Regions from separate parts of the Mus musculus genome. Here region 1 is linked to region 2. A link is a contact called in public Hi-C data. All regions are on one chromosome and are shown on one strand. Each heading gives the region's core, a stretch centred on a gene start, on an enhancer-like site or on the middle of the called end of the contact. The rest is flanking DNA. Distances are from core to core; before and after follow the strand shown. Region 1 has its middle 32 kb from the start of Gm31869. Region 2 has its middle 16 kb from the start of Gm31815.

Region 1 (2,700 bases), core at 104-2,603, 130 kb after region 2:
CTCAGACTCCAAGGAGCGATGTTAAATTGAAATTCTAGAACAGACATGCAAATAGGTTTCCTCTTGAGTGCCCAGCATCCCTGTGTCACCCGTGGGAGTCGCTGGCCGAAACGTAGAATGAGAAGAATCTCAACAAGAAGAAATGCCACAGTGAACTGACAGTGCTCATCGAGGCTATGAAGGTGACGACATACGTCACAACGTGTCATTTACATGCTTGAGGAAAGCATAGCAGCTGCCAGAGGAGGTGCCACCTACGTATTTTCATGAAAAAAAAAAATCACTGGAAGGGGAACCATGAAAGAAAGCTAGACCCCAAGAAACCTTCTGTTTACTGGCTGGCTCTTCACACTCAATGGGCCTCGAAGATGTCACCCGTTCTGGTCAAATGGCTCAGTATCATGAGCTTTCTAATAGGCAAGAGACTTAAAAGCATAATGACAACAACTAACCCACTTGGAAACGCCCTTGTCATGACTAGCTGATCAAATGAAACTCTGAGTCCTTTTCTAGACCGCATCAACAGTGTCACTCACGATGGGCAAAAAGATCTCAACAGTTCACCTTAAAAAAAAAAAAAAAATTACCCATAAGACCCAGAAACCAGCGACTGCTCTAACGCAAGCACTCCGGCACCGGTGGCCTCAGCTGCTTCGTCTTTCTAGTCATAGTGCCCTTTTGAGCAAGGGTCACTCTTACTCCTAAGAGGAAAGTCGATCTGACTCACTTTCAGAAACTGAAAGCACACTGTGTCCACAAGAGCCGGGACGCTTACTGTAAAACCACAAAACCACATCAGAATTCTTCAGCTGCTCAGGAAGGAAAAGAGTCAGTGGGCCGAAAAAAAACCTCATCCAGACTTCTCCACACTTCGCCCTCCAGAGGACTCACGGGCTTTGCTAAGAGACTGGGAGCCAAGAACAGATTTCCGCAGCCAGTGTAGACTGGGCCTCCGGCTTCTGTTACTGAAAACAGGAGACAATGGCCCAAGGCTCCTTCGGGAAGCAGCACAGCTTTGGTTTTATTGACTCTTCCCTCTTTCTTGTCATTTTCTTCCCCAAATATCCATCCCAGGTCTAAATGTCTGTTACTCAGTTAGTTTGTGCTAGCTGGTATGCCGAGATTAAGAGTGGGACTTTGCTCTGGATCGGGTTCTTTCAGGATTCCAATAGGATGCTTTAATAATTTTATTCTATGGTTGTGTGGAGAACAAACCCAGGCTGACACTTTCATTGGTGAGGTAGCAGGAATCATTGACATTAACAAGAAGGATAACGGATTCCTCTTGACTATCCACCCCTCTTCCCTCAACCCTTCCGGTCCACGACTCAGGGGGCAAAATCCGAATCTTGTGATTTCACGGTTTTCTGCTGCCACCTGGTGATGGCTTACAACCAAGCAGTGGTTCTCAATCTTCCTAATGCTGAGACCCTTTTACACAGTTCTTCACACTATGGTGACCACCTCCCAGCCATGAGTGTATTTCGTCGCTATTTCATAAATGTAATTTTGCTACTGTTGTGAATTGTAATGTAAATGCCTGATATGTAGGGTATCCGTGACCCCCCCCCAAGGGGTCGTGACCCACAGGTTGAGAACTAGAGTTTCCGCAGCCTGAATTTCTGCCATCCTCAGGCTGGCACACGGGGAAGACAAAATGGAAGATCCCAGACCACTCTATAAGCACCCTGAACCCCCAGAGGAAGCCTGGTGGCAAGATTATAGGATAACCCTCACCTCTTTTCTCTCTCCTGTGTCTGCTTAGCCCAGGTAGTTACTACAGATGGAGGACGGGTGATAGAGGAGAGCCCAACTCTTCCCCATGCACCTCTAGAGAGACCGCAGAGGAAATCAGAAAAGAAAAGGTCTGGACCTCTAGAAGAACTACAGCAAACTCACTGAGGTCGGAGCAGCAGAAGTCACATTCTGTCCCTGTAATTCTGTCTAGAGTTGGTTTTGAGAAGTGAATCCAGGGCAGGTTGGTGGTAGACAACTATAATCCCAACCCTCAGGAGGCTGAGCCCAAAGGATTGTGAGCAAGCTTACGCTTCATCTCAAGACTCTATCTAGGAAGAAAAGAGCAAGAGTACAGTGTCAAAGAAACATGGGGGCCAGTGAGGTGGCTCTTGGCTCTGTGGGTAAAGGCACTTGGCGCCAAGCCAGATAACCTATCTGATTCCTCAAACCCTCATGGTAGGAAGATAGAACTGACTTCTCCAAGTTTCAAATGCACACCAGGGGACAACACACACACATATAAAAAGATAGATAAGCAAATTTAATTTTAAAAAAATTTTAAAGACATAACCGATTACTTTGTACTTACATTAGGACATATTTTAATATAATCTCCCAAGTGAGTGAGTATTATAATTAGCTAAGTGTATAATTGTGCATATCATTTGTGGGATGAAATGTAGTGTTTTGATCCATGTAAGTATTGTAGAAAGACTCAGTTAACTGATGCTTTATCATCATCCTACCTTGTAGGATGGCCCTTACCTGCTCTTCCATCTTCTGCCTCTCTCAAGCCCCATTGCTTGCTACAGAGTTTAGATATGTAAAAACTGGTCCTTTAGCACATTTGAAACACACAGTACATCCCTACTCAAAGGTTTCCTCTATTTATCTTTAGATTTTAATCACCCTCCTTCTCCCACCTCGATAGACCCTTAATAAAGTGTCTTGCCTATAATAGGT
Region 2 (2,700 bases), core at 158-2,657:
CGGACAAACAGTTCTTGAAAGAAGTAAGAAAGATGCCCTCAAAAGTGAAAAAACTGTTCAACATCTTTGCCTATCAGAAAAATGGAAAACCAAAACTATAGTGAGAGCTGACCTCACCCCAGTTAGAATGGATATTCTGAAGAGAAGAGACAACAAATGCTGGTATGGGCATACGAGGTGGAGAGGCAGCACAGCAGTGAACCCCTATGATGAGGGTTTAGATTAACATAGCTTTTAACATGCTGTAAGTCAGTAATGGAGATCCTAAAAGAGCTAAATTAAAATTAACCCTAAGATTGAATTTTATGGTGTTGGAGTATATATCTAAAAGAATTCAAGTCAGAATACAAGAAAAAATTTGCACATCCATATTTATTATGGTAGTATTCATGGTAGACAAGTTATTGGATTAGCCTCTGTATCACAGATGGAAAGATGGGATAAAGAAGTTTATAGATAGGCACAACAGAGGATCATTCCACTGTGAAGAAGAGTGAGATCACCATTGCAGAAACCTAGTGGAAGCAGAGATCATGATATTAAGTGAAATGTCGTATTCGGAAAGATAAATATTGCATGTTTTCTCCCATATTCAAGTAGTAGGTTTAAAGCATGAAATTGGAAGTGGAATTATTTGAAAAGATAAGTCAGGAAGGAGGCAGGAACCAGCAAGGATGAACATGATCAAAGTACATTATTCGCACGAAAATGTCATAATGAAAACTCATTTTTTGTACAGTTAATATAAATTGCAACGACAAGGAATTACTGGGGGAGAGAGTCTTCAGGGTTTGGTGCTGTGCACTACAACAGTGGATTTGTCTTGACAAGAAGCATCCAGGACGTTCAGAGACACCAAGGTTAGAACCCTGTTTCCAGAAATTGAGTGTGGGCTCACTCAGTGACTATGGCTGTGGTCTAGTTAATCTTTCCTTGATCAGGGAAGCTGCCTTTGGCTTTGTCTTCTTGGTAGCTGTGGTTTTTCTTTCCAGAATACTTGCCAGTGCTCTGGTGCCTGAAGAAGCACCTCAAGCAGTCCTTTCTATTCTAGGTTCTCTGTGTGGGAGGCCTGATTGTTTCTTCACTTTGGGATGACGTTTCTTGTATCAAATTCATCACTTAAGACCTAGAGGCGCATCCAAGAACCGGCATCCCACTTTCTGTACTTGGAAGAACAGACCAAGAAAGTTCTGAGAAATAGCCCAGAGATTGTCTAGAGAATTGCTTGCAATACAAATAGGTAGAACGGCAGAGAAAAAAAAATAAGTTTCTCATTTGCTTCCTCTGGAGTTGAGCAGGAAATCCTTCTGACAGTCATCTTGCCAACATGTCTTAGCATGGCTGTGACTCACCTCTATTCTCTATTTCCAGTGCGTACCCAGAGCCTGAGCTGATGAAGGCTGCCAAGTGATTACAATTCCCCTTCTATCCTTACCCTTCATTTCCCAGGCAGTCTGAGACCTGGCAAGTACGGGCCAACAAAACAGAAATGTTCCAAATAAGTAACTGGAAAAAGTGATGTCACAGGCGAAACAAGAAATCAAATGCATAGACCAAGCCTGTTTGTCTTTATTTCAGGAAGGCAGGCACTGGTCTCAAAAACAGGCTTCTGAATACACAGAAAATTGCTTCTTGTTGTTGTTGTTTATGTTTCAATGACCCATATTTGACCTTATTACTTTGAAAAATATTTCTAATTTTTTTATACTACAAAAATCCTCGAATATCTGAAAATAACCTTACTTTACAGAACTGCTATCCAAGAGCCATTCTGGTTGGCCACTATCACACAAGAGCTTTTCCTTTTTCCTTTTCTTGTACTGTTCTTAGGCTAATTGATACAAGTAGGAACCCTGAGAAATCAACCTTTGTCTCCTTCACTCAGCTCACAACTCTACGTTTGGAACTTGGCATTGGTTTCTGGGTAGAGAAAGTTAGTGTTTGCAAAGTTACTGAGAAGCCACAGTGATGACCACACACAGTGACTTGGAGAACACTCAGACATCCCAGTGCCCAGACCCCATCCCTGATCTTGGCACAGGTCATGTGGATGAGTTATTTCTAAAAAGTGCTGCATTAAGTCAAGTATGAGGACCATAGCGAAAAACTATAGTGTTAACATCTAAAAGTCAAATGCCACAGAAGATGTGGTTTCACTTGATTATCCCAGAATCCTAAGCTTCCAGCCCTGCCCCCACCACCCAGCCAAAGAGCAGAACTTATCACCCTGAGACTGCATGTTTTCAAGTTGGGATTCATTATTTTAACACTTTTCCCATCTCAAATACATTTGAAATTCAAGTCAAAGATAAAGATTTAATCTTGGAACAGCTATTGCACAACTGTAGCAAGCTGAGCTGTGCTTCAATCCCTGCTACCTCGTCTTCATTTCTCACCTGCCACTCATTTTCTATACATTGGCAATTCTCAAAGCACATCTCCCTGGACTGTGCCACCATCACCACTTGTGAATACATAGAACTTGCAGATCCTTGGGCTCCATCTACTGAGTCTGAAACTGAAGTGGGATCCAGAAATCTGTCTTTCAACAACCTTTCATGTGCTTCTAATACATGCTTGTCTTAGGGTTTTACTGCTGTGAACAGACACCATGACCAAGGCGAGTCTTATAAGTACAACATTTAATTAGGGATAGTTTGCATGTTCAGAGGTTCAGTCCATTATCATAAAGGCTGGAGC

The links. Hi-C and Micro-C count contacts between places; a contact is called where the count stands out from the background.
Region 1: a Hi-C map of the C2C12 cell line shows a contact between it and region 2, with 2.1 times the contacts expected there. The contact joins two enhancer-like sites. A contact is called at or near these places in 11 of 484 Hi-C or Micro-C datasets (the C2C12 cell line, the HL-1 cell line, adipose-derived mesenchymal stem cells and 4 more) and 1 of 115 datasets of contacts at active chromatin or transcription factors (bone marrow-derived dendritic cells).

The regions. Positions count from the first base shown.
Region 1 is chr1:161,734,293-161,736,992 of GRCm38.p6, forward strand. No RefSeq gene overlaps it. Among named protein-coding and RNA genes, the nearest start is that of Gm31869, 32 kb to the right of the region's middle. Within about 2 kb of position 1,354, at least 158 of the 459 cell types and tissues checked have an H3K27ac peak or open chromatin away from gene starts, as enhancers often do. A contact at or near this core is called in the C2C12 cell line, where this site is marked.
Region 2 is chr1:161,606,269-161,608,968 of GRCm38.p6, forward strand. No RefSeq gene overlaps it. Among named protein-coding and RNA genes, the nearest start is that of Gm31815, 16 kb to the left of the region's middle. Within about 2 kb of position 1,408, at least 30 of the 459 cell types and tissues checked have an H3K27ac peak or open chromatin away from gene starts, as enhancers often do. A contact at or near this core is called in the C2C12 cell line, where this site is marked.